Linked DNA regions of Sus scrofa: regions 1, 2, 3, 5, 6 and 7 are each linked to region 4. Evidence: chromatin contacts called from public targeted proximity ligation data. All regions are on one chromosome and are shown on one strand. The core of a region is the stretch at or near the end of the contact, and the rest is flanking DNA. Distances in the headings are between cores, read along the strand shown.

Region 1 (3,550 bases), core at 889-3,388, 410 kb after region 4:
CTTGCACATCAGCCTTTCCGAGTTAAGAATGTACTTCTTGAAGGTTTGCTAATTTTTTTGTCTCAAATACCTCAGTTTCTGGCATATGAGAAGAGCTCATAAATGTCTGAGGATGGGAATGAATGAAAGGAAGAAAGCTTTGTGGATCAAATAAGGTTGTAATATTTGCCATATAAGTAAATTCAGATTTGACGAGCTTTTATTAAGTGCCTACTTTATGCCAGACCCTGCGTGAAGTCTTTATGTTGTTTTAACAAATGTAATTCTGTGTACAAAACAAATCTAGGTAACTGATAATAACAGAGTGACTACTGGGCTAGGCTGAGCTTCATTTAGACTAAGCCACCAAAGTTGACAACCCAAAAAGGGCTGGTTAACTCAACTCTGTGGAGTTAATTTTGAAGCCATACAAATAACTCATTTATATGCCACCAAAATGAGCAGCAAAGGGACCACATGACCAGCATGCAAGGGAAGGCTACAGCGGGACTGGCATTCCCTCCTCTAGATGGAGGGCAGGGTGATGGCACCCCTTCCGGGTACAATAAGCACCTTGGGGATATTTTTAGCACCCACAAAGCCCCAGTCGGAAAGCCCTGCTTTAAAGGATCTCTTTAACCACAGAATAAGGAACTATGTATTACATTCAAGACTTGGCAGCCACTCAATTTCCAAATGTTAGTTTTTCATGAAATCATCATATATCTCAGGGAAATTTCAGCTCGATCTCAGCTCTTTTACTTTTTTTCCTTTACTGGGAAGAAAATTCTAAGCCAGCATAAATGAGTAAGTGGATTTCAGTCCTCTGAAAGGGCTTTCTGGGTGTGGCTGAGATAGCTAGCTTTGAAAACTTAGCAACACAGGATACATTATGAGTAAGTTCTTTCCTTTTTTTTTTTTTTTAAACAATGATGCTAACTCACCAGATCCTTCTGAAAGAGTCCTTTTATTAATTTCAATGAAGTCAAGTAGAGAACAAGTTGTAATATGAAACACAATTTATGCAACTATGTTGAAATTCTCTGCCTGAGTTACATCTCCTAATGCAAGAATTTTATGGTAAAACAATTTCAAAACAACATCTAGCATTAGCTTAGGCTCATTTTGGTTTCAGGCTGTCTTTCTATACAAATCATAGAACTCCTGAGGCAAAATGATAGCGCCTTTAAGGAGGAGAAAAAAAAAAAAATCCTGTTCCCCACAGTTTATAATAAAAGAGCTGAAACTAAGCCTTGATTGAAATTATACTGTTAGGCAACTCCAGAAACTAAACACAAAAACATGGTAAAGATTGCAACATCAAGGGAAAACCATCTTCATCGATATCGTTTTAGATTCCCAGCCGTTCCTGACCCGAGCCCACATGAGAGCAACTGAACCTTCAGAGGCTTTCCCGCAGTCAGCCAACCAGCAACTCCCTCCTTCCTCAACCACGCGGGTTGCCCAGGGAAAGGCACGCAATACATTTAAAGGGCCAATAGAAATCCCGTGGGTGGGTTTGGTCCGCCTTTCAAAAACCAATGAACTTCCCATTATATAACCTTTAATACCAAGAGAGAAGTTTACAGTCACATACCCGACTAAACTATAAGGCAGGCTTCACTGCATGCCTCATCGTGGTTTTTTGTTGGTTTTTTTTTTTTTTTTTTTTTTTTTTAAAGAAGAAGTAAGGAAAAGTAAAAGAAAGAGTGTCCTGAATGACACAATCCATCTAACTCAGGTAATGTCAGAAAATTAATGAATCTACATGGTGGTACGACCTAGGCTTGCTTTTTGTGATGATTTTCAGGGCAATCTGAGGTTTTCAATCAGAAAAATGTAGGCATCTAAAAACATAAGCTCCATGACATTTTATTAATTCTTTATAAAATAAAGTCTTTTAACCACAGCAGAATTCTGAGAATCTGGCTTTTCCAGAAAGCCCAAGAAAAATACTTTAGTTTCACCATTCTCAAATTCATTTGACTTTGAAACAAAATAAACATATTACTCTATTTAATATCTTGCACAAGCGAATTCACAAGAATGAAATGTGTTCAGAGTTCCTAGAAAAAATGTAGCAATACAGGCTGCCAACTTGTTCAATGTCAAGCTCTAGGCAGTATAGCCACACTAGCAGTAAATGACTCAGAGTGAGTCACGCTTAAGCTATTTTTGCTTTTAAAGTACTGCCAGGCACTGTGTTAATATTCAACCCAGAGTAAATTTAGCCCAACAAGAAAACAAGTGTTTCCATGGCTGCTTCTTCACACTGTTTATGGTATATATGCAGCCATTAGGCACAGGAATCTAGCCAGATAAGTTAAGTAGAAATGCTCATCTATTATTTATATCCAGGCTTTGGAACACTGCAAACACGAAATGCATCTTAGGCTATTCTTTCAACTCCTTCTGTCTATCCGCCCCTCCAGACCCCAAAGAGCAACGACATAGAGAGGATACTATTAATGATTCATTTAAAAGTTTGTGCCGTGAAACTCTAGTGGACTGTTGTTCACGGATTTTATGTGGCTCTGTGTTAAGAGTCACAACGACCCATGTTTCTCTGATAGTGCGGCCACAGGGAAGTAAAGTGCTTTAAAAAGTATCTAGCAAAAACAGCAGGAAATGTGGGCTATAGATACCAAATAGAATCATTGCACAGTATCAAGTATAGTGAACAGTTAGCCTGGTAATGTGAACACTCAACAGGTGTTTAAAAAATAATGCCTGTTCTAATTTGAAAAGATACATGCACCCCAATGTTCACAGCAGCACAATTTACAAGCCAAGACATGGAAGCAACCTAAGTGTCCATTTATAGATGAATGGATGACAAAAGTGGGGTGTACATATACAAGAGAATACAGTTCAGCCACAAAAAAGAATGAAATAGTGCTATTTGCAGCAACATGGATGGACCTAAAGATTATCACACTAAGTAAAGTAAGTCAAAGCCGAATATCATATGATATCACTTATATGTAGACTCTAAAAAAAGATACAAATAAACTTATTTACAAAACAGAAACAGACTCACAGACATAGAAAACAAACTTATGGCTACCAAAGGGGAAAGGGGGTGGGAGAGGGATAAACCAGGATTTGGGGATTAACAGATACATACTATTATATATAAAACAAACAAGGACTTACTGTATAGCACAGGGAACTATATTCAGTATCTTGTAATAGCCTATAATGGAAAAGAATCTAGAAAACATGTATTTATATGTGTATACACACACACACACACACACACACATATAACTCAATCACTTTGCTATATACCTGAAACTAACACAACAATGTAAATCAACTATACTAGAAAAAAAATATATTGGTGGTGAGAGATGCATGGCTAATAACCGACTGATCTAAAAAAAAAAAAATTTCAGTTTTTCAGAATATGCTATTTTTATTCCAAATGCACATGGAATTCTTACACTTGAATAGCACAGTGACTATGAGATGGATGCTAGGGCTTTTCCCTAAATGGTCTGTTTACAGCTGTCAGAATCCTCAGCATTACCTACAGAATCTATGCTACAGTCATATACAGTGATTAACT
Region 2 (3,704 bases), core at 1,006-3,505, 300 kb after region 4:
GTCGCAGACGCGGCTTGGATCCCACGTTGCTGTGGCTCTGGCATAGGCCATTGGCTATAGCTCCGATTAGACCCCTATCCTGGGAACCTCCATACGCTGCGGGAGCGGCCCTAGAAAAGGTAAAAAGACAATAAATAAATAAATAAATAAATAAATAAATAACCAACAAGGACCTGCTGTATAGCACAGGGAACTCTACTCAATATTCTGTAATAACCTATATGGGAAAAACATCTAAAAAAGAATGGATATATGTATATGTATAACTGATACGCTTTGCTGTATACCTGAAACTCACACAACACTGTAAATCAACTATACTCTAATAATTTTTTTAAAAAGAAAGTTATCAAGAAGCAAGATGATAGAGGTCATGATCCAAGAATAAACTATTCCTCATTATGTCTTTATATCATCTGTGATTCTGGTCCCTTGCCCCAAATCCTCTATATCCAGAGGAAAGTACAATAACCATCAGTTACCAAAAACATGCAACTTCTCTTAAGTTTGTTGAGTTTAGCCAGAGTGTACAGGCAGTGATATTCAAGTACAGCAGTGTTTATAATAGAGAAACACTGAGGAAATCTAGATATTTGACAGACTGAGAATTTAAGTGAACTGTGGCCTCGCTAGTCTCAAAATCTGATTGACATGAAAAACAATATCAAAAGAAAATGCTTAGGTTATATAAGGTAGAAAAAAACCTTCTATATGCAGTATGACTAATTAATCTTAAAAAATAGTATACTAGAAAAAAGACTGAAGGAAAATAAGGACAAAATATTGCAGTTCATTGTGTCTACATCGAGCACCCTTTATGAGACCAGGTAATATTTAAGAGGCAAACAGGACCGATGGTGTCGGGGGTGGACAGATTTGTTTATCCAATTTATCAGACTGAAACACACCATGAAATCAAGGCTAGAGAGCATCATATCTTTAAAAGAAACTTTAAAATTTATGGAGCTCCTGTCGTGGCTCAGTGGAAACGAACCCGACTAGGAACCATGAAGTTTTGGGTTCGATCCCTGGCCTTGCTCAGTGGGTTAAGGATCTGGCGTTGCCATAAGCTGTGGTGTAGGTCGCAGATGTGGCTCGGATCTGGTGTTGCTGGGCTGGTGGCTACAGCTCCAATTAGGCTCCTAGCCTGGGAACCTCCATATGCTGTGGATGCGGCCCTAAAAAGGACAAAAAGACAAAAAAAAATTATAACCGCTCAACTTTAAATCTGCAACATTTCAATTTGGGGTAAGACGGGGGCATGACACCATTTCAATCCCTGATATTTTCTAGGTGGTTTGTTATCCCAACGACAGTTGTGATATTTCAAACTTAGCTGCTCCCTCTACAAGGTAATATTTCACCATGTAATTTATGTAACATCTTCTCTTCCAGCTCCTCTGATTTTGAAGCTCAAGACAAAAAGAATGAAATTCCTGTAGAGAACACAAGACTGTAATAACAGAATAAGGCTAGCACCCATATCATACTTTGTTTTGGACATCTTCTCAAATAAATGGTAAGTTTTAATCTTCCAAGGACAGAAGGCAAGGAGCCACTGAAGACACCCATTTTGGGATAAAGCTCAGAGAAGAGGAAGTACCTGTCTTACTAAGTGAGGGCAGGCCTTGAGTCTGATCAAACAGATGACTCCAACGGATTACCCAGCATGGGAGTTACAAAGTGCTGCAGAAGCTGGTATTAATTAAATATGCTTATTTTTCCTTTGGACACGCACTGGATAAAGAGTATCAAGGTTTATTTTTAATCCATTAAAAAAAAATTCTTCTCTACAGTGGCACAATGTAGTCATGTTTGGAAAAAAAAAAAAAAGAGAGAGAGAGAGAGAAGAAAAAAAGAAAGGAGAATAATCCCCAAAGTGCATTCAGCATGGAAGAAATTCAAAAAGGTCAGAGCCCGAGGGACCAAATCTAGTGAAGCTGAACAGTCCTGTCAGCAGCAAGGTCCGTGAAGCCAGCCGAGATACAGCCCAGCTCCCCGGCTTGCGGAGCGCTCGGAGCCAATCAGGGCTTCCGAGGGTGATGCACCCACAGATGCTCTGCGCTGCCTCGACATCTGTTTTCAGTTCTCAGGATCTCGTCTGAAGTTAGCTTAACAGAAAACATACCAAAGGAGAAAAAAAAAAATCCCTGCCAACGGGAAGGAAGAAGAAAAATGAGAAACAGGGAGGAGGGAGGGGCGGAGATACATAGAGGGAGAGAGAGATGCAGAGAGATGCAGAGAGAGAAGAAGCGGGGGGTAGGGAGGGGGAGAGGGAGGGAAAGGAAGAGAGAAAGCTAGAAGGAAGGGAGGAGGGGGCTGAGGGCCGTGGGACATCTTTAACATGACGGAGCCCAGGAAAGGCACCAGCACTCACACACCTAGAACTAAGTCCTTGTCACCAAGCCTTCCTCTTCCCGGCGCCCCCAACCCTATCTCCCCAGTTTCTGCCCTCTTTAAAACCTTCCCCACGTGCAAAGGAAGACACGTGACTTCAGAATCGGGATCAGCTTAGGACACAGCTCTTGTGAATGTGTACAATAGATCTGAGTCATTTGTTCGCTTTGTAAACATGAAGAAATCACCCTTTAAAACTTCCTCCTCCATGACATTCACAGCACTTGACAATATGCTTAGCATGGAACCTTATTACTCTTTTCCTCATCCACACCCCAGATTCAGAAGGGATGGATTTTCTTTCTCACTGAGAGCTCACATGCTCCAGGGCATGTGGGAATTAAGGGGAGCACGACAGGGAAGCAGAGGGGGCTGACAGTGGCTGAAGCGGTGCGAGCCTGGGTTGGGCAGCGCAGAAGCGCAGAGAAGTGAGCAGCAGCCCAGGAGAGCACTTCACCAAGGCCACCGCCCTCCTCTGGGGAACCTTCCCACTCAGGGGCTCCCCCCACCCCAACTTAAATCATCCGTAAGCATCTGCTTCTGCCACTGTCTCCCTGACTCATCTGTAAGCAACTCAGGGACAGGGACCACCTTTGCTCATCTCTGCACCTGCAGTGCAGGGCGCACAGTAGGGGCTCAGGGCTGATACATGGGATCCAATCTTAAGGGGTCCTTGTTCTGTTCACTCCCTAGCTTTTCTGCAGAAAAGCGGTTCTGCTCAAGACCCAGAGAAGAATCCTGTAAGACATGGACTTCGGGGGTGGGCAGGTCAAGTCTAGACCTAGGTGCCATGCGGCTCTCCTATACACTGGGGGATAGGGGTTAAATGTCCTGTGGGCTATCACTGCCTTCTCGACGATTCCATGGGGATACAGTGAAGACGAGATAAGATGTTTTGCCCTCTTTAGAGACAAGGACCTGATACACACATCCAGGCAATAAGAAAACATTGTGAGGAAACCTGGAGGCAGTTTCTGAGACGGCAAACAGGGTGACTGGCTGCTCCTGTTCATCTTCAAAGCCGGTGGGGGTCTCGGTCCTAGCGCTGCAGTGTTGAGTCTGCGGACACTGACAAGCCTCAGAAGGCCACACCAGCGGAAGTGAAAAGGCAGATGGTAAGAAGGGACAAAACAAAGGAGGAAGGAGAAAAAGAGAGAAGGAAAAGGGCTCTCAGGACTTGTTTCACAAACGCTATAGAAAAAGAAAGAGATCTCAAATAACTACCTTTCTGAGCTTCTAATGAGGACAATGCTGTCAGAGTCACAACCTCCAGCCTCGAGTGTGGCTCTCCTCTGGCTTGTGCAAGA
Region 3 (3,638 bases), core at 592-3,091, 290 kb after region 4:
TCACCGAGAAGCTCTTATCAAGAAAAAGGGCTGCATGCGGCCTGGGCTGAGGCAGCAGCACGTGTATAAGCCAAGGAAGGAGCTGTTTGGTGCCCAGGAGTAGAGCAAGGTCAGTGTGGCTGGAATGCCCAGGGCAAGGAGAGGGGCATCTGGAGATTTGGTTGGAGGGTGTGGGGCTTTGGATTTTATTTCAACTAGAAAAGAGTGGAGGAGTGGAGACAGCAGAGGGAGGGGATTTGGCTTAAGTTTGGAAAACATGTCTCTGGCTGCTTAATGGGGAACACGGGCAGAGGCGAAGCTGGGAAGAGAGGAGGGAGAGCTTGGATGAGGGTGTAGCAGTGATCGGCTTCCGGACACAACCGGAAGTAGGAGCTGTGGGACTTGCTGAAGGACTTGAACGTGGAGGGTAAAGGAAAGGGATGACCTTCGTTCAAAGAGTTTGGCTGGAGCTGAAGGGAGACTGGTGGCACCCCTTGTCTCCATGGAAACAACTGGGAATCCAGGTTGGGATGGAATCAGGAGTCCCTGTTGCTTTATGTTCTCTCTGAAATGCTCACTGGTCAGTCCTCTCGGTGGAGAGACTGAGTGGGGTGATGGGGACTCAGGGGAAAAGCTGTGGCTGAAGAAATCAGTGGGTGAGTCATGGTTCTGTTTAGATGTGGTCTCCTCTGAAGGCAGAGGGTTGGATGAAGTCACCTGATTTCTTCTCAACATGAACCAGACTTTGGTTGAGTGGAGCGCCTACTTACAGTTACAAGACCATAGACAACTCACTTTACCTTCTGGAGCCTCTGTGTCCTCAGATTTAAAATAGGGACAGAATCCAAATTTCCCAGGGCTCCAGGCAACACCATTCTCCATGACATTCATTCCCTTCACCATCTCCTACGATTATCACTTGTTTCCTGACCACGGGTCTTCACGATCAGGATTAAAGTTGCTGATCTGCCCGTAGCTTGCACACCTCCAGCACAGACATGTGCACATTCAATGCATCATTTGACTCTTTTATGTGATTGGCCCTGTGCTAGGTTCTAAGCGTCCAACTGTGAAATACAAATATAGTTTTCCTGCCCCACACAGAGCTCCAGCCCAGTGATCTGAGACAACTCTCCAAAAAGCACAAGTATATTAAGATCAAAAACAACAAATACAAGACCAAAGCTACACACCAGAAGGGGAAGAAAGCTGATCATGGGAGCTCAGCAGTGGAAAGCTCAGCAGGTCAACACAAAAGAGAATCTTTTTCTTGGTCTTGATTTCTGGACCAAGGTAGCTTGATATTAGAGGGGCATTTACTCAATGGAATGAATAATATGTTTGCTAACATTATTTATTTTTAAAATACTGAAATGACCTCCTATGATCAGGGGTAGGTGTTACAATATGACTAACGGAAGGTGATCCTATGAAAGACGATGCAAGCGTGCATGGTTCTGATGATTTGGCTTTGCGTTCGAGGTGTTTGACGCCTGTTCCAAACATCCTGCTGTCTCAAAGTGGATTCTTCTTTCAGTGTGAAAGTAAATAAGATGCAATTATAAGAAGGACAGGGACACTTTCCTGACTTTGGAAGAGGCACCGTTCATGACCTCAACTTCCGTGAAGCGGAAATGCACCTCGAAGTCGGTTGCTGGGATGACCCTCAGCTAAGGCTTATCGACTCGCAGATCATCGTCTCTGACTGTGCCCCCCCCCCCGCCCCCACCTCCACAGAACACAGTCTTTAGCACCAATAGCCAGACAGTGAATAAGCTGTTTTAGGGAAGTGGAGAGTGAGGTGGGGAGGACTTCCTGATGACATCAGTGGTTTCAGTCAGTAAATGAGAGCATTCTGAGAATGCGTGATGGGATTAACCACACCGATCAGTTGCAGATTATCTCAGTGGGATGGAACCAGTGTCAGGCCAAGAGGTCTGAGCTCACTTGGCGGATCGACTCTGGGGACAGAGGCATTAACCGAAAAGCTGTCCCAAGGGGAGCCAACGGCCTAATGACTCAAATACAGGCTCCAGAGTGAAAAGAACCTGGGCTCTAACCTCTGGCTGTGACACTCTGGGTGAGTGACTTCATTAATGGGCCTCAGTTTCCTCCTCTGTGAAGGCAGAGCATAGGCTTGTCCTGAGAAATAAGCAGGACATGGGACAAGGGTCCAGGGACTCACTCAGGTGCTACCACAAACGGTTCCTGCTCTAGCACACAACGTCTGTTCTCAAGAACCTTGTGGAGAAGAGCCACCAGCCCCTCGGACAATGCCGGGGGGACACGGACACAGGCTCAGGGGCACCGAGGGAGCGTGGGGGCGAGGCCTGGAGGAGAGGTTGATGCAGGGGCTGGGAGAGAACCCTGTTTCTCACCCCGTCTCAAATAAACAAACACAAGTTTCTAAACTGAAGAGGCTAAGACCAGATCCTAATGACATGATACTGAATCAGGGCACTCCTCTTCTCGAGAAAGAACACTCTCTATAAGCATCTGGGCATTAATCCCCGCGACATCCCGGTGAGCAAGACAGGTGTGGCAATACCCAGTCTTAAGCTCTCACGTCATTGCTTGCAGGAGTCAGACCCAGAGGCCTGGAAGGAGAGGCTGGGTCCTGAACTCGGGTCACCGACAGGGCAGAACATTCCACCGCAGCAGCGATCAAGCATGTGTCTGCTGAACAAAGGGACCCAAGGTCTTAGGGGTCCCTCAGGCTGTAGGGGACCTTGGTCTCAGCATCAGTTCAAAAGTACAGGATTCTGAGTCTAAGAGCTCCTGGACCTGGGCTCCAAGAATTCCAAGGTTCAACCCAGTTCTAGAAAGTTCTAGAACGCAGGACTATAGCTACCTCTGGAAATCCGAGTGGGACAGATTCCCATCATACCTACACACAGAGTAATGCTACCCTACATCCTCTGAGTCTAAAATAATGTGTCGCTAAGCAGTGAGGTGAGTAATAAAAACATGAACGGTCTCGACCTCAGTAACCCGACTGCTATTTGCTCAACGCTCTGTAGTCTCAAAAGAGCTTTCTCCTAAGTGGTTTGCTTCTCCACTGCCAAGAAACTTGCTGGTCCAGACCTAGACTGGAATTCCCCACTGTTCCTTGGATCATGAAATTCTGTGAGATGCTGTTGCTATTTCCACTTTGCAGATGAAGAAATGGAGGCTCTGAGAGGTCAACTGACTTGTTGGTAAACAGTTTAAACAGGGACTCCGAGCACGATGGTGGAGTCCTGCTGTCTGACGACACATTTCTGTTCAACTGAACTTTACTCTCCATGCTCTTAAACTCGACTGTTTGTTAGGGTGCTTCCCAATCTTAAACCAAAAAAAGGAAAGCACTGGCTGTGGATAACTGGAAATATCTTATAATATGAGAACCATAGGGCAGCTTTATTAATAAGATAATAAACAGCCCGGTTAGTAAGTGACGTGCTTTAGGAAATTATTCTAACGACTGTATTTATTTAGTTAGGGCTAAAGTCCCAACACTTTTATTCTGACTTAAGCCAGTGGAGACAGGTCTTCTAAGAGACCCAAACACAGACAGGAACATGGAGTCAGCGCCCAGTAATGCAGTGTGCCTGGAACTCCGTCTAACAAAACATCATCGGAAGCAACCACGAGGAAGAACTGAGGGTTCTCAAAGTGGA
Region 4 (3,447 bases), core at 33-2,532:
GATACTCCCTGTCAGCTTCCCAGCTGACACTCCCCTGTACCAAGGGGCCATGGGAGACACAAAAAAACAGGAAGCATCAAGGGCAGGGGTATCTAAGGAATGCCCGCTGTGTGCCAGGCACTACACTGGTCACCCAACATGAGCCATCCTAAACAGATGGTCCTTACAAGAGTGACACTGAGGTCAAGATTAGCACACCTGTTCTACAGACAGGGAAATAGAGACTCGGGGAGGCTGGAAGTGATTCGTCAAAGATTCGACTCCACAAGAGATCATTACCATTATGAACAGTGCAGACTCCTGGGCCCCATTCCAGACGGGCTGAATCAGCTCAGAGGTTGGGACCCCAGGAATGTGCTTTTCAAACCGTTTCTCTCCAAGATTTTCCGATGGTGAAAGTGTGAGAACACTGTCCTCCACCAGGGGCTCCGAGTTGGGGACACAAGACCTTCATGCCTCAAAGGTCCAGTAATAGATGACAGTGAGCCAGGATTTGTCAACAGGAGGCAGCTGGTACAGTTGTTAGTGCATAGTCTCTGGAGCCAGGTCTCTGGAGTTCGAATCCTGGCTCTGCAAATACTAGTTGTGTCACCTTGAGCTAGCCACATTCCTCACTGTGCCTGAGCTTCCTCATCTGAAAAACTGCATCAAAAAGAACACCTAGGAGTTCCTGTTGTGGCGCAGTGCAAACGAATCCGACTAGGAACCATGAGGTTGCAGGTTTGATCCCTGGCCTTGCTCAGTGGGTTAAGGATCTGGTGTTGCCGTGAGCTGGGGTGTAGGTCATAGACACAGCTCAGACCCTGCGTTGCTGTGGCTGTGGCGTAGGCTGGCAGCTGTAGCTCCGATTGGACTGGAAACTCCATATGCCACAGGTGAGGCCCTGAAAAAACAAAAGATAAAAAAAAAAAAAAAGAACACCTAGAAGGTTGTTTGGGGAGGATGAATGAGTTAAATGTGTGGAGTTTGGCACAGTGCCTGCCACAGAGTAACAATCCAGCGATGCCGTTGTCATCATTACATGATCAATTGTCCCAAATAACACAAGAAAGAGGAGATTATTTGACACTGTGGCTCCTGAAGGAGGAGGTCAAAGAGCAGCGTTCCAGAGAATTTGAATGGATAAAAAGAGAAGAGCTTAAACAACAGCTCTTTCTTTCATTCCTGAGCTGATCTTACATCACTGTTTGTTATTCCTCAGGAAGTGTCACCAAGAGCAAGTCACTGCAGTCGAGACAGGTCGTGAATCAGTCTGCGAGGCTGAATCACAGCCAGAGCACATCCTCTCCTGGGTCTTGAGGGGAGGAAGATGACAGTTCTCTTTGAAGCGAGGACGGCTTTGCCCAAGAAGGGAGCTGTGTATATTTTTTATGGCCACCAGGGGGAGACAGAGAGCTTAACTGACTTCACAAACTGAACAGTATTCCTAAATTCCTTGAAGATTTGGGCCATTGCCCACTGATTTGTTTTCACTTTTGCTGTTTCCCCTACTTAGAATGGCCCCCATTTAACCCATCATCATTCTCCCAGCCAACTTCTTCATATGCAAACTAACCTCTGGCCAGCCACTATGCCAGGGGCCGAGGGAAGATACAAAGAAATATAAGGCATTTAAGGAACGCTTTGTGTGTACAGGTACTCCACTGGTATCCTTGTAACTACAATGAGGTCATTCATTTTCAAGATTCACTTCATCAGGAATAAGATTCAGGGCACTGTCACTAAGTGCCAGGCACTGTGCTAACATTTCTGTGAATTAGCTCATTTAACTCCCTGAACTACCCAATAAGTAAGTACCACCATTATACCCACTTTACAGCAGAACAGACTGAGTCTTGAGGGAATTAATAACATCTGCCCAAGAACGCAGAGCTAATAAGGGAAATGGAATTCATGTATGAGCCCATGGAGTCTGGTTATAGAACCAAAGCTGAAAACTGGCCACCTCTCTGGTCCTTCCACAAAGCCTTGCCTCTGCCCACACTGTTCTCTCTCTTCTCTGGATTCTGATCTTGTTTGTAAGCAATCCAATGTAGGACTTATACTCATTTCTTCTCTCACACACACTGGCAAATGCCACTCTCCCATCCTACCCCCATCCCACCCCTGCCAGGTATAGAGTAAGTTTCTTAAAGCCAATGATTCTATCTCACCCTTATTTCTATGTAACTACCATTTATTAAGCATCTCTGTATCTGACATTATCAAGGGCACATTTATTCTTTAGATTTGCTGTTTACTAGTCTTCACAGTAACCCTGGCAAGTAAGTAGTAGTATCCACATTTTATAGGTGGAAGATTAAGTCTCAGAAGTTACATGATCCTAGACCACTCACCTACCTGGCAGGTAGAATATGCAGGACCCCAAGGCCTGCAGTCTCTCCATGACCCTCAGCTCCACCTCCCCCTCTGCCTTGCTTGGGGCAGCACCCAGAATGAAGGGAGCCTCAGAACATGAACTCGAAGGCTTCAGTTAAGGTCCCTCACTCTCTGGGATGCAGGTCAAAAGCATCATCTATTGATTCCTGTCCGGTACAGTTCCCAGACTCAGGCCCTCTCCTATTCTCAGTCCTGCCCCTTCTTTGGTGGATTCCATGTTTGAATGTCACTAGTGTAAGAACCATGTCATATTCACCACCATGTCCCCGGAGCCCAGCACAGAGCTTCACACATAGTCTGAGGCTCAGTATATGCTCATGAATAAATGAACAAATAAAAACAATTAATACATCTGGTCCCTCAGGCATTCTGTACCCAGATCCTCTATGAACTAGCTTTTGACCACAGCCTGACAGTTTTTTGTCTCAATTCTATCATTCAAATTTGGACAACAAAAAAGCACTTTGTAGAATTCCTGCTGTGGGGCAGCAGGTTAAGGATCTGGCATTGTTTCTGTGGCAGCTGGGGTTCCATCCCTGGTCTGGGAACTTCCATATTCTGCAAGTGCAGCCAGAAAAAAGGAGTTCCCATTGTGGCTCAGCGAAAATGAATCTGACTAGCATCCATGAGGACAGTCTCAATCCCTGGCTGCACTCAGTGGGTTAAGGATCCAGCATTGCTGTAAGCCGTGGTATATGTCACAGACACTGCTCGGACCTGGTGTTTCTGTGTCTGTGATGTAGGTCGGAGGTTACAGATTGGATTTGACCCCTAGCCTGAGAACCTCCATATACTGCAAGTGCAGCCACCTCCCCCCACCCAAAAAAAAGCACTTTGTGAACTTTAGCAGGCTATGAAATGTGAGATAACACCTGAGCTATCCCTTGAATCCAGGACACTGGTAAGGACCTAAGAGAGAGAATCTGTCTGTCTGTCTGTCTGAAACTCTGATGTTAGAACATAGATGCGGGAAGTCTTTAGACATTTTTAAAGATGTGATGGTGTCAAGAGCCTGGCAATAGCATGGAGTTAAGAGGGTAGGTGCTGTGCTGCTGGCAACGTTCTAGC
Region 5 (3,714 bases), core at 940-3,439, 500 kb after region 4:
ATTTATTGTCTCTCAGCTTAAAATTTACCTTTTCATACAGGCTCTGTGATAATGAATGAAACGAAAGCACTTCTCCTTAAGTGAGCGTAATGTTTAAGTTTTCTCAATAGAAAGTTACTGGAAGGACACTGCAGAAGGGAGGTTCTCCAGTGAACATTGCACTTAATGATGAAAGACTGAACACTTTTGCCCTAAGATGAGGAACAAAATAAGGACATCTGCTCCTGCCACTTCCATTCAACACTGTACTTACTGTAGGTTCTAGGCAGGCAAGACAAAGAAATAAAAGCAACCCAACTGGAAAGGAAGAAATAAAACTATCTCTATTCACAGATGACATGATCTTACAAAAAGAAAATTCTGAAGAATCCACTAAAAAACACATAGATAATAGATATTTACACACACAGACACACACACACAGACACACACACACACGCCAAAATAAATAAATTCAGCAAGGTTGTGGGATACAAGATCAACATATAAAAATCAACTGTGTATTTAAACATTTGCAATGAATAGCACCAAAAAGAATAAATTGTTTTAGAATAAAGTAACAAAAAATGTAAAACTAATAATCTGAAAACATTGAAAAAAGTACAGAAGATATAAATAGATGCTAAAAAAAAATCCTATGGTCCTATGGAAAACAATATTGTTGAGATGATAATGTTTCCCAAATTGAACTATAAGCTTCATGCAATCCCATCAGAACCCAGCTGGCTTCTCTGTAGAAAGTGATAGGCTGATCCTAAAATTTATACAGAATTACAAGAGACCCCCCCCCAAAAAAACTCAAAACAATTTTGAAAAAAAGGAGTAAAGTTGGAGGACTACACTTTTCAACTTCAAAACTTCCTGCAAAGCAGCAGCTACAAGACAATGTGCTGATGGCAGAAGGATAGGCATACAGAATTCTATCAATGGAATAGAATTAATTGAGAGTCCAAAAATAAACTTGTATGTCAATGGTCAACTGATTTTCAACAATGAGGTACCAAGACTATTAATGAGGGAAGAATGATGCTGGGACAACTGGACAGCCACATACAAAAGAATGAAACTGGACCATTAGTCAAGCCATCTACAAAAATTAATTCAAAAATGGATCTAAATATAATAGCTAGAGCTGTGAAACTCCTAGGAAAAAATATAGGAATAAATTTGCATGACCTTAGATTTGACAATAGATTCTTAGGTATGATCAAAAACACATGTAACAAAAGAGAAAATAGATAACCGGACTTCACCAAATAAAAAACTTCTATATTTTAAAGAACACTATCAATAAAGTAAAAAGACAACTCACAGAATGGGAAGAAATATAAATCATACATTTGATTTTGGACTTGCATCCAGAATATATAAAGAACTCTTACAACTCAAAAATAGAGACAGAAATAACTCAATTTGAAAATGGGCAAAGGATCCAAATAGACATCTCTCCAATACAAATGTCCAAAAAGCACATGAAAATATACTGCACTTCATTAGTCATCAGAAAATGCGAATCAAAACCATGATATCAATTTGTACACAAACGTTCAGAGCAATATTTCTTAATAATATCCAAATAATAATTTATTAATAATAACAACCCAATGTCCAGCAACAATGAATGCATAGATAAGATGTGGTACATTCAAACAATGGAATATGATGTAGTCATAAAAAATAGAGCAATTGACTGGAAGGGGTTAAAAAGAAATCTAGGTTAGTTATCAAAAATAAAACCTAGAGTTCCCACTGTGGCTCCATGGTTAACAAACCCAACCAGTATCCATGAGGACACAGGTTCAATCCCTGGCCTCGCTCAGTGGGTTAAGGATCTGTAGTTGCTGTGAGCTGTGACGTAGGTCGCAGACACGGCTCAGATCCTGCATTGCTCTGGCTGTGGTGTAGGCCTGTAGCTGTAGCTCCGATTGGACCCCTAGCCTGGGAACCTCCATATGCTGTGGGTGTGGCCCTAAAAAGACAAAAAAAAAGTAAAACCCCATCAAGGGATATAATGAAACATTAATGAAATCATTTTAAATCAATCATTATGGCAGATAGTGCTAGAATGCAGGGGAAGGGGAGATTCAAATGTCAACAAAGCTTCCTCTCAACTTCAGTCTAGGCATCAGTGCAGGCTCTTAAAGCCCTTCAAAGAAGTTCACACAAAGAATGCCTCTTGCACTTGGTCACATGCAAAACTGAAGCAAGAAGCACATCTATTTGGTGCTTCCCCAAGGGCCTTCTCCAAACTGGGTTCATAACTCCCACCCACAGGGAGAAAGCCAGGGCCTGAAGCAGCACCAAGAGACAAGCAAATTAGCATTTCCAAGGTCAACTGCTGACAGGCCTAATTGTTTACAGCAACTAGAGTGTTCTGGCTGCTTAAGAGGCTTACTCCCTCTAGCTTGCTCAAGACCAAAAGAAACTAAATTACCACATCAGCTACAAAATATGAAAGTAGTGTAGGTGTGGAGTCAAATCAGCATGTGACATTTCAAACAGAAGCAAATATTAATAGGATCTGCAGAAGTAAGTTTAAGCTGGTTAAACAATTTGGGGAAAAACCTAAAATACCAATCACGCCAGTGGTAGAGGGCGACTAATACAAAGAGAAAAAAGAGAAAGGAAAAAACAGAAATCGGTAAATAGTATTATCTTGTTTTACTAACTGGTTCAATGTGAATATCACCAAAACCTCTAAAAAGCTACAAAACTGATTGATTTAACTACCCTTAAAATTTCTTGATAGAGTCACTGAAAAGTGAAATACCCTCTCTACTTGCTATTACAGTTGCCATTTGCCACATGCAGTGGCAATTAGGCATTTGAAATTTGGCTAGTCTGGATTGAGATCCATCATAAGATTTTGAACTTGGAACCTGGCACAAAAAAAAGAATGTAAATGTAAAAATAACTCAATTTTAATACTGATTACATACTGAAATAATATTCTAGGCACATTAGATTAGATAAAACATTACTGAAATTAATTCCTACTCTTCTTGCCTTTTGTAATGAGGACGGTGGAATATTTTAAGTTACATACGCGGCTCACATTATATTTTTATTGGACAGTGCTGCTACATATAAATATAACTTTCCACTTATATAGAACACACAATTTCAGTTATAAAGCACAGAAAGAAGAGGGATAAATAAGTCTGGATAATAAAATAATTTTCTCTAGAATAATCAAATTGGTTTCATCTGTTAATCACCAATCAAATAAAAGCATGTTTCTGCTTACTGAAAGACAAACTTCAATGTCTTTTAAAAAGCCTTGATGTTTCAAAAATGATCCTAAGTCTGTTCTACCTCTGCCATGAATTGTACTCTTTGCCTAGAATTAAACTAGTCTTAATTGTTTTCAATGATCATACGTATAATACAAAATGCTAGTTTAATTTTAAAATCTGATCGAGCGACACCATTTCAGTTCTTTCTGTAGCGGTCATTTTCACATTCTATTAGATCATTGAAACCTAAGCCACGTCTCTGATTCAAAGATTTAAAAAAAAAAAAAAAAAAGTAGAAATCAACTCAAATGTTATTCTAAAAAAAAAAAAAAAAATTGTTATTCTCCAGCATCTAGAAAAACCGAGGCAGTACTCAGGTACTATACAGATTCTGTTTTAGAAATCTAAAAGATGACTCATTTACTATTTCAAAAAGTGACACCTTAATATGGATGGGAGAGCTCAGCAAACAGGAGAG
Region 6 (3,885 bases), core at 1,076-3,575, 360 kb after region 4:
ACAACAACAAGGCACCCAGCTTTTCAGGAGTAACAAAGAGGGTTTTGAGGTGTTGCATTACTTTGTTAGTGCTGAGTCTAACAGAGAAGAGTGGGAAAACGACTCAGCCACAGTAAGTTCAGGAGTGGATCAGACTGGCAGGTAGGTTTTATATCCTATCTCACTTCTCATCAGTTGGTAATGGCTTCCAGGGAGGCTCTAATGAGATGTACTCATGGCTGTTTATCACTGTTCGCGGTGGGCATTGCAGGGGCTGCGAGTGGGTTGGGCATTCTTTGTCTAAATGAAATTGGCAGCCTGTCTCTGGTAAAAAGCCATGTCTGGAAGAATCTGTGTCATTTCTTTAGCAGAGATCTAGAGCACTAGAGCAGGAGAGGAGCCCCAGAGGGGGAGGGAGACCTCCGGCTGACTGATAGCACAGCAGAAGGCCAAGAGATCAAAGGAGCACAGGGTGGTTGCAGGCGATGGCTTTAATGAACTGGCTTAATGTGGTATTCACGTTGGGCTGAGTCACCAAAAAGGAGCCAACAGATTGGAAAAAGTGAAGGAGGTTAGGGTTTGGAGACAGAGAGCCCTGTGTTCAAATACTACGTCTTCCAGTAAAATTAGCTTCTCTTCTTTCTGAACCTGGTTTTCATGATTAAAAAATATGGACATTAGTACTTACCTCACAGGGTTGTGGAATGACTAACACCCACTGTACAGTACCTAAAACACAACAGATGCTCAGCAAACAGTACATCCCTTCCTCTTTTTCTGAAGTGATTGGACATGGATACAGAGGTCATTGTGTAGGTCTAGACAAAAGGAATGCAAAATTTGAGAAGTTGCAGGGTAAACATCCAGCATGGGTGGGCTTGGCAGCAAAAGAGAAAACACACACGACTAGAGTTCAGGACATCACGGAGAAAGATGAGGTGAGATGAGGACAAGTCACTGGGTTGGCTGGCTGGCTGGCTGCGGGCACAGTCTTGTACGCTGGGTACCACAGGAAGATACAGGGAGGCACAGGAGTGGTTTACCTCTGGGGGTGTTCACAGCCCCCTGAGGAAGATTGTTTTTAACCCAAAGTTATAATATACAATGTTAAATATGCCTAAGAATTAGGTACAAATGACACAGGAGAGTCAGGGAACAGGGGACAGGGTAGGAGAGAAACTGGGGAAAGTTTCATGGCAACTGCAACGAGAGTTGAATCAAAGGACGTCACATTTTTCCTAAATGGTATGAAAGACACTATTCTCTGAAGCATATGTGAAAACGAAGAGAGGAGTGAAGAGTCCTTTCCAGCTTAGCCATCAAAATCATACAGGATAAAAGCAAAAATAGGGAAAAGGGGGAAAAAGAAATGGATCAGGTGCTGAAGCCACCTGGGATAACTTATTCTATTATTATCTTCATTCTCTTCGGATTGGCCAGAAAAATGTCAAGACCAATCAAGCACAAATAGATTCCTATCATTAGAAGTCTAACCCTAGTTAGTGAAACTGAAGATTCATTTATCCTATAGAAATCAGTCTAGTCATGCAAATAAACATGACCAGAACTGGCAATGTTCTGGCCCCCAAAACATTTGCCCAGTGGAAAACTGGTAGCTGATATCCAGTCAATTGGGAGAGGAACTTGCCTCACAATTCAGAAAGCAACTAGTTTTTATTTTATTCTTTTTTGTGTGTCTTTTTAGGGCCACACCTGTGGCATATGGAAGTTCCCAGACTATGGGTCGAATCTGAGCTACAGCTGCCAGCCTACGCCACGGCCACAGCAATGCCAGATCTGAGCGGCACCTGGGACCTACACCACAGCTCACGGCAACGTGGGATCCTTAACTCACTGATCGAGGCCAGGGATCAAACCCTCGTCCTCATGGATCCTAGTTGGGTTCATGACCACTGAGCCACAATGGGAACACTAGCAACTAGTTTTTAAAACCTAGTCGTGTCTTTAAAAAAGTAGGTGAACTAAAAATAAAATCACTACATTGACAGGAATTAAAATGAAATCAGTACTAGGAACTTTCACTGAATGTTTAAAAACCCTGTTGTGCTACTTGATCTTGGAACCGCCTCAGTTTTAGTAAATGAGTTAAAACATTTTTTGGTTTCATTTTCATTATTTGTCTGTTGTGAAATCTTGAATGCTTGAAGTTTTCCACTGCGCTCAGGTTCCTCCACCTATCAAACCGTAGGGGTTAGGCTTCACCTGGATGCTGGGGGCGAACAGGGAGGAGTCATGGGGTCGGGAAACCTTCCTTGAACCCAGGTGCAGAGGCCCCTTCTCAAGAGCTCTGCAAGTCCCTGGAGAGTGACATCACCACGTCGGTGAATCACCGGCAGTCCCATCCATCTTGCAAAAGGAGAGGAACTTGAATGCAGCATGAGTTATGCTGAACAGGGCAGAAGAGGCACCTGGGGCGGTTGGGGGGGTGAGGTGTGGGGGAGGGCTTGAGAAAACTGGGCACCTACCAGCTCCAGGTGCCATCAGAGCACCAGCAGGTTCTCAAGAAATGACCACATTCAAGAGATCTCAAATTCTCACACATAATACAGCAACCCAATTCCACAGGTATAGAAACTACGTCATGGAAGGGCACCAGCTGACTCCAATCCACCAATGGAGCCAGAAACAGGGCTAGAATTAAGAAACGAGCCTCCAACTTTTCTGCCCACTTCCTAGCCCACTCCAGTGACCTGAAAGGCACACTTCAGAGGACAGTGATGAATCACAATCATACTGCGGTAGGAAGAATTAGATAACAACCAGTTGCAACTTCAAATATGTTCACAAACTGTAGGCTGGAAAGGTAGTTTTAAAACCCACTTTTCAATTCTTTTGAACTAAAACCAAATTTAGGACGCTACAGAAAGGCAGTTCAAACAAAAGCTAATTTTGTTTAATGAACTAACCAGGAAGGCATTGTGAAAGTCTTGTGCAACTAAATGCTTAGCTAATTACTGTGAGATCAAATAACTGTTACCATAGTTACCGCACACTGTTTTCCATAATAACTTTTATCACTTCAATAAATCTTTGTGACGCAACAAATATAAAAAGTTTACTGTAACATGACTATAATGTTTTGGAAGGCACACACTGATGACTGACCTCTTGAAATTACCTGCCCATATTTGTCAGTGAACAAGGGCTGATAGTGTGTCTAGTTGACTCCAATATCAAAATGTTTCACTGGCTTCTTGTAAGAGGCTGTAATTCCTCAAAAGTTGAATTTACCTGGTCCAGTCATTCAACGGAAAAATCAAAAGGCCCTTAGAGCATTACATCTTGTCTCTGAATGAGCTTAAAAATAACAGCAACCATTTATGAAGCCCTAATTGTGGGGTTCCATGCCAGGCAGCTGACATACATCATTATCTAATCCTTCCTACACTGCTGCTGGAAAGAACCTGGTGTGGTGTCATCCAGCTTCCTCTTGGGAGAGATTTCAACCCAGGTCTACTGAGCTCCAAAGCCAGTTTTCTTTCCACTATACCACACAGCTTTATATGTACACAAAAAAACCCAAAAAACAAAAAAAACAAAAAAACCATTTCTATAATTATTTTCTTGCTGCTATGTGTAGTGTTAAAGCTCCAGTGAACTGCCACAGAAGACTCCCTGATACAAGGCCTGGCTGGTCAGTTAGCTGAAATGATGTCACTTCACTGGATGTCACTGGAAATTGGAAATTCCTTCCCTGGATATACTGGAAGACTTAGTTATATGACTATTTCCAGCAACATCCCCCAACCTCCTGGGGGGCAGTGGGACTTAGTCATTTTGTTACTTTCACTTTTTCCTTATCTTGCCCTTTCCTAGAATTAAATGCTAAGATTTTTGAATACGTGAAGTCACAAACATGGCCTAAGAAGTTAAGATGGACAATAA
Region 7 (3,627 bases), core at 1,121-3,620, 340 kb after region 4:
TCCTCGCCTTGCTCACTCCACCTGGATCTCTTTGCCCTTCCTAGAACATTCCAGGACTATTCCTTTGCATGGACTGATTGCTCTAACGTTTTCCCAGGTGCTCAGGACAGTGCCTAGCACCTAGGAAGCATCCAATAGGTATGTATTGAATCAATGAGTGAATAAATTGCCTTGTGTGGCCAACTACGATCTCACAGAGAATTCAAGCTCAGTACTAAACTCCTCACTGAACTGGCACAAGCCCTGATAATGTTTAGGCCCCCTTCTGAGGGAACAGGGCCTCGGTCCACCAACACTTAACACAAAACTGTTCCAAGTGCTTTCTAAGGACCAATTCATTTAATCCTCACACCATTATAGGCACCATTGTTCATACTTACTTTAGGGAAAGCAAAGCGCGGAGGTGAAGGTCACCGGGCTAGTAAGCGACACAGGCTGGACGCAAGAGCAGCCAGATAAATATTTCAGCAAAATATTTTGCTTCCTCATATTTTTGGTTAGGGGGCCAACCTTCAGGGCTGCTGACTACTTCGGATGATGCCTGTAGTCTGGCTCTTGCTCATTTTACACCCTCCTTGGGCCGCTGGCCACGCACGTGGGTGATTTCCCCCAGGGCCACCTGCCCGGGCCGCTGGGGTTCTAGCACACTCCCCAGCCAATCCTGCTCAAGTTATGACAGGGGAGGTTGGGCCAAATGGGGAGGCAGACTGTTCATTTCAGGGACAAAAAGGTCCAAAGGGCCTTTGTTTTTTCTTCGAACTTATACTTCATAAAATCCACGAATCATGGAGATACAGAGTTGAATTTTTTCTTTAATAGTCAAGTAATGGGAGGATTGGAAGTCAGTGAGTCAGACAGGACATTATTTGGTGCTGATGCTGCTGGTTAGGTGGGATGATTAAGAACTGCTCAAGAGGAGTTCCCGTCATGGCTCAGTGGTTAGCGAGCCCGACTAGCATCCATGAGGATGAGGGTTCGATCCCTGGCCTTGCCCAGTGGGTTAAGGATCTGGTGTTGCCATGAGCTGTGGTGTAGCCAACATGGCTTGGACCTGGCATTGCTGTGGCTGTGGTGTAGGCCGGCAATTGTAGCTCCGATTTGACCCCTAGCCTGGGAACTTCCATATGCCGCAGGTGCGGTCCTAAAAAGACAAAAAGACCCAAACAAAACAAAACCAAAACAAAACCTGCTCAGGAGGATACAGAGGCTGCTGGCTGGAATGTCCTATCCTCTTCACCCTGCGAGTGCTGATCCATCTCATCTCGGCACTCCGTGCCCCAGGAAGCCTTCTCAGATCAGCCCCATCCTTACCCTCTCGCCTCCTCCCCCAGGCAAGATGTGGCAACCCTCCTCTCCGCTCTCAAAGTGCCCACATCTCCCTCCACCGTGACGCTTGCCCAACTGTACAGAAACCACCTGCTCCCGCCTTCCCACAGACTGTCCACTTGACGGTGGGGACAGTGTCTGTTGCGTTTGCATCCTTGGTGCCTAATGAATAATGTCCTGTAAATGACTGTTGAATGGAACAGTACCACTCCACTGAGATACCACAACCTCTGAGATTCTGAATCTGCTTTGTTATCTTTGATCTGCTTTGGCCTGAGATCTGAAATGACACAGCCCTTGAAGTGACCCAGTTACAGCTCAAAAAAGGCAAAATTACAGGATCCGAGTAACAGTCCTCCAGCTACGTGGCATTCTTCTGCCACACGCACAGATTCTCCAGCTGTTCTAGACGAATTTAATCAGCCCCCAATTCTCTTTAAATAACTGTATAAGAGGAGTGTGTGGTTTTCTTTAGGGGTCTTCCTTTCTCACATCAAAAGATAACGAGGAATAAGTTATCTGCTCTTGATTCAGCCAACGCACTTATGATGAGAAGCCAAAGCAACCTAAACATTCATAACTTCTTGAGTCTCACTATGTACAGATGAAAAATGCAAACTATTTGGAGGTGATGCTATTCATATTTTGAAGGGTTTACTTTCAGGATAGTTTAGTGGGTCACAGTAAAGGAGCTATCAAATAAAGCGGAAAAACAGCACACTCCTTATTCCTAGCAGCAGCTCTTCATGAGATGTGCTGCCTTGAGTATCCAGGAAGATAAATATTTCAGCCACAAATGAGGCGAGGAAGTACATTTTACACATCTGAGGAACCACCCCCTTGCGATTACAAAGTCAGACTCTTTAATGTCACCCCAAACTTAATCCTATCCATCCTGCCTAACGTTTTAATGAATTCTGTAGTTATCAAGAAGATTAAATGAAAAAAAAAAAAAAGGCCCACCCTGCTTACTCTGAAGCAATGTCGACATGCGTCTCAAACCGGTGACTGCAAACCACACACCACAAAGTATTTAAATGAATCAGAAGTTCTGGGTGGGGCCTCAACTTAAAAAAAAACAAAAAACCAGATCCACAGATGTGAAGAACCACTGGTCAAGTTCAATGGCACTCCACTGAATTCTTTCAACAACCTTGCTCATTTTTACGGATGAGGAAACTAAAGTGAAGGCAGGTTAGGGAAGGGCCTTGCATGGCCTGGCTAATGAGGTTTGGGTGTGGGATGTGATGCTCTGGTTGAGTCAACAGAGCCCAGGGGTCAAGAGGCAGGGTCTCTTCAGCCAGAATGCCCCATTTCAAAAGCTGGCTCTGACACCTACTGGCTCGGTGACTTTGAGCAAGCGTCTTAACTCTGTGTCTCAATCTCCTCATCGGTAGAAACGGTGATATCAGTAGTACACATTTCAGAGGGCTGTGGTCAAGATTAATGAGTTAACTTCTAGAAAGTGCTTACAACAGTGCCTGGCATACAGTCAGCATTATTTTTGCTCTTATCTGACTTCGAAGCCTGTGCTGCTTCTTCCACATTAAGGGTTAATGTTATGAAGCACCCAGAGTAATATTTTGAAACATTCCATAATTGCTTTGCCTTTGGGAAGTAATAAATGTTTGTTAATTAAGATATTCCACCCTAGTTTTCACCGTGTTTCATTCCTGAAGAGTTAGAAAAGCAGGCATCAGAGAACACAGCATCTGGCTTAACGAAGGAACTAATTTTGACCATTTAGAACTTCCTGAAAAAGGAACAAGCCGTCTGTCCCAGGAGGTGCCTCAACCAAAGACGGCTACTTAGTGGAGATTGTTTGGGGCAGACTAAAGAACAGCTACCCTTGCAGGGAAAGGACTGGATGAGATAAACTCCAGGGAGCCTGTTTTACGCTGGAGAAGATTACTGGCTTAAAGAACTGCCTTTTGGCAAGGCATTTTTATAGGAATGTGACTTCAGTTACATTATACTCAGACACTTACCTTGACTAAAAAGCATGAATGGTATGAGAGGCTCTTAAAAATGGGTGTGTAGGAAGTGTGCGTGTGCGTGTGTGTGCGTGAATGTAAAAGAGACATTAATTCATTCATTGATTTTAGGACATCTCAGAGTAAAATGGCCCAGTGAAGTGATTCTCGTAATTTAATTGAATAAGTGACCATAAATAACATTGTTTGCATCAGAAAGAAAATACTTCCCGAATTTCTAAATATATGCTGTATTTTCTATGGATAAAACAGGTACTCAGAAATGCTTGGCTTTCTGAAGGAAAACTGGTATCATATTCTTTTTTAT

What was found.
Region 1: a targeted proximity ligation map of alveolar macrophages shows a contact between it and region 4. A contact is called at or near these places in 3 of 47 Hi-C or Micro-C datasets (embryonic fibroblasts, liver and subcutaneous adipose tissue) and 2 of 2 datasets of targeted methods (alveolar macrophages and skeletal muscle).
Region 2: a targeted proximity ligation map of alveolar macrophages shows a contact between it and region 4. A contact is called at or near these places in 1 of 47 Hi-C or Micro-C datasets (embryonic fibroblasts) and 2 of 2 datasets of targeted methods (alveolar macrophages and skeletal muscle).
Region 3: a contact with region 4 is called in a targeted proximity ligation map of alveolar macrophages. A contact is called at or near these places in 1 of 47 Hi-C or Micro-C datasets (embryonic fibroblasts) and 2 of 2 datasets of targeted methods (alveolar macrophages and skeletal muscle).
Region 5: a targeted proximity ligation map of alveolar macrophages shows a contact between it and region 4. A contact is called at or near these places in 1 of 5 promoter capture datasets (liver), 24 of 47 Hi-C or Micro-C datasets (alveolar macrophages, blood, brain and 12 more) and 2 of 2 datasets of targeted methods (alveolar macrophages and skeletal muscle).
Region 6: a targeted proximity ligation map of alveolar macrophages shows a contact between it and region 4. A contact is called at or near these places in 1 of 47 Hi-C or Micro-C datasets (embryonic fibroblasts) and 1 of 2 datasets of targeted methods (alveolar macrophages).
Region 7: a targeted proximity ligation map of alveolar macrophages shows a contact between it and region 4. A contact is called at or near these places in 1 of 47 Hi-C or Micro-C datasets (embryonic fibroblasts) and 1 of 2 datasets of targeted methods (alveolar macrophages).

What each region holds. Positions count from the first base shown.
Region 1 is chr4:14,488,128-14,491,677 of Sscrofa11.1, forward strand. The region is part of intron 4 of NSMCE2 (E3 SUMO-protein ligase NSE2); the gene reads right to left. Among named protein-coding and RNA genes, the nearest start is that of WASHC5, 110 kb to the right of the region's middle.
Region 2 is chr4:14,379,911-14,383,614 of Sscrofa11.1, forward strand. The region is part of intron 4 of NSMCE2 (E3 SUMO-protein ligase NSE2); the gene reads right to left. Among named protein-coding and RNA genes, the nearest start is that of TRIB1, 84 kb to the left of the region's middle.
Region 3 is chr4:14,360,425-14,364,062 of Sscrofa11.1, forward strand. All of the region lies in intron 6 of NSMCE2 (E3 SUMO-protein ligase NSE2), which reads right to left. Among named protein-coding and RNA genes, the nearest start is that of TRIB1, 64 kb to the left of the region's middle.
Region 4 is chr4:14,075,894-14,079,340 of Sscrofa11.1, forward strand. The region is part of intron 8 of LOC102165543 (a long non-coding RNA gene); the gene reads left to right. Among named protein-coding and RNA genes, the nearest start is that of TRIB1, 220 kb to the right of the region's middle.
Region 5 is chr4:14,572,337-14,576,050 of Sscrofa11.1, forward strand. All of the region lies in intron 2 of NSMCE2 (E3 SUMO-protein ligase NSE2), which reads right to left. Among named protein-coding and RNA genes, the nearest start is that of WASHC5, 24 kb to the right of the region's middle.
Region 6 is chr4:14,439,621-14,443,505 of Sscrofa11.1, forward strand. The region is part of intron 4 of NSMCE2 (E3 SUMO-protein ligase NSE2); the gene reads right to left. Among named protein-coding and RNA genes, the nearest start is that of TRIB1, 140 kb to the left of the region's middle.
Region 7 is chr4:14,416,876-14,420,502 of Sscrofa11.1, forward strand. All of the region lies in intron 4 of NSMCE2 (E3 SUMO-protein ligase NSE2), which reads right to left. Among named protein-coding and RNA genes, the nearest start is that of TRIB1, 120 kb to the left of the region's middle.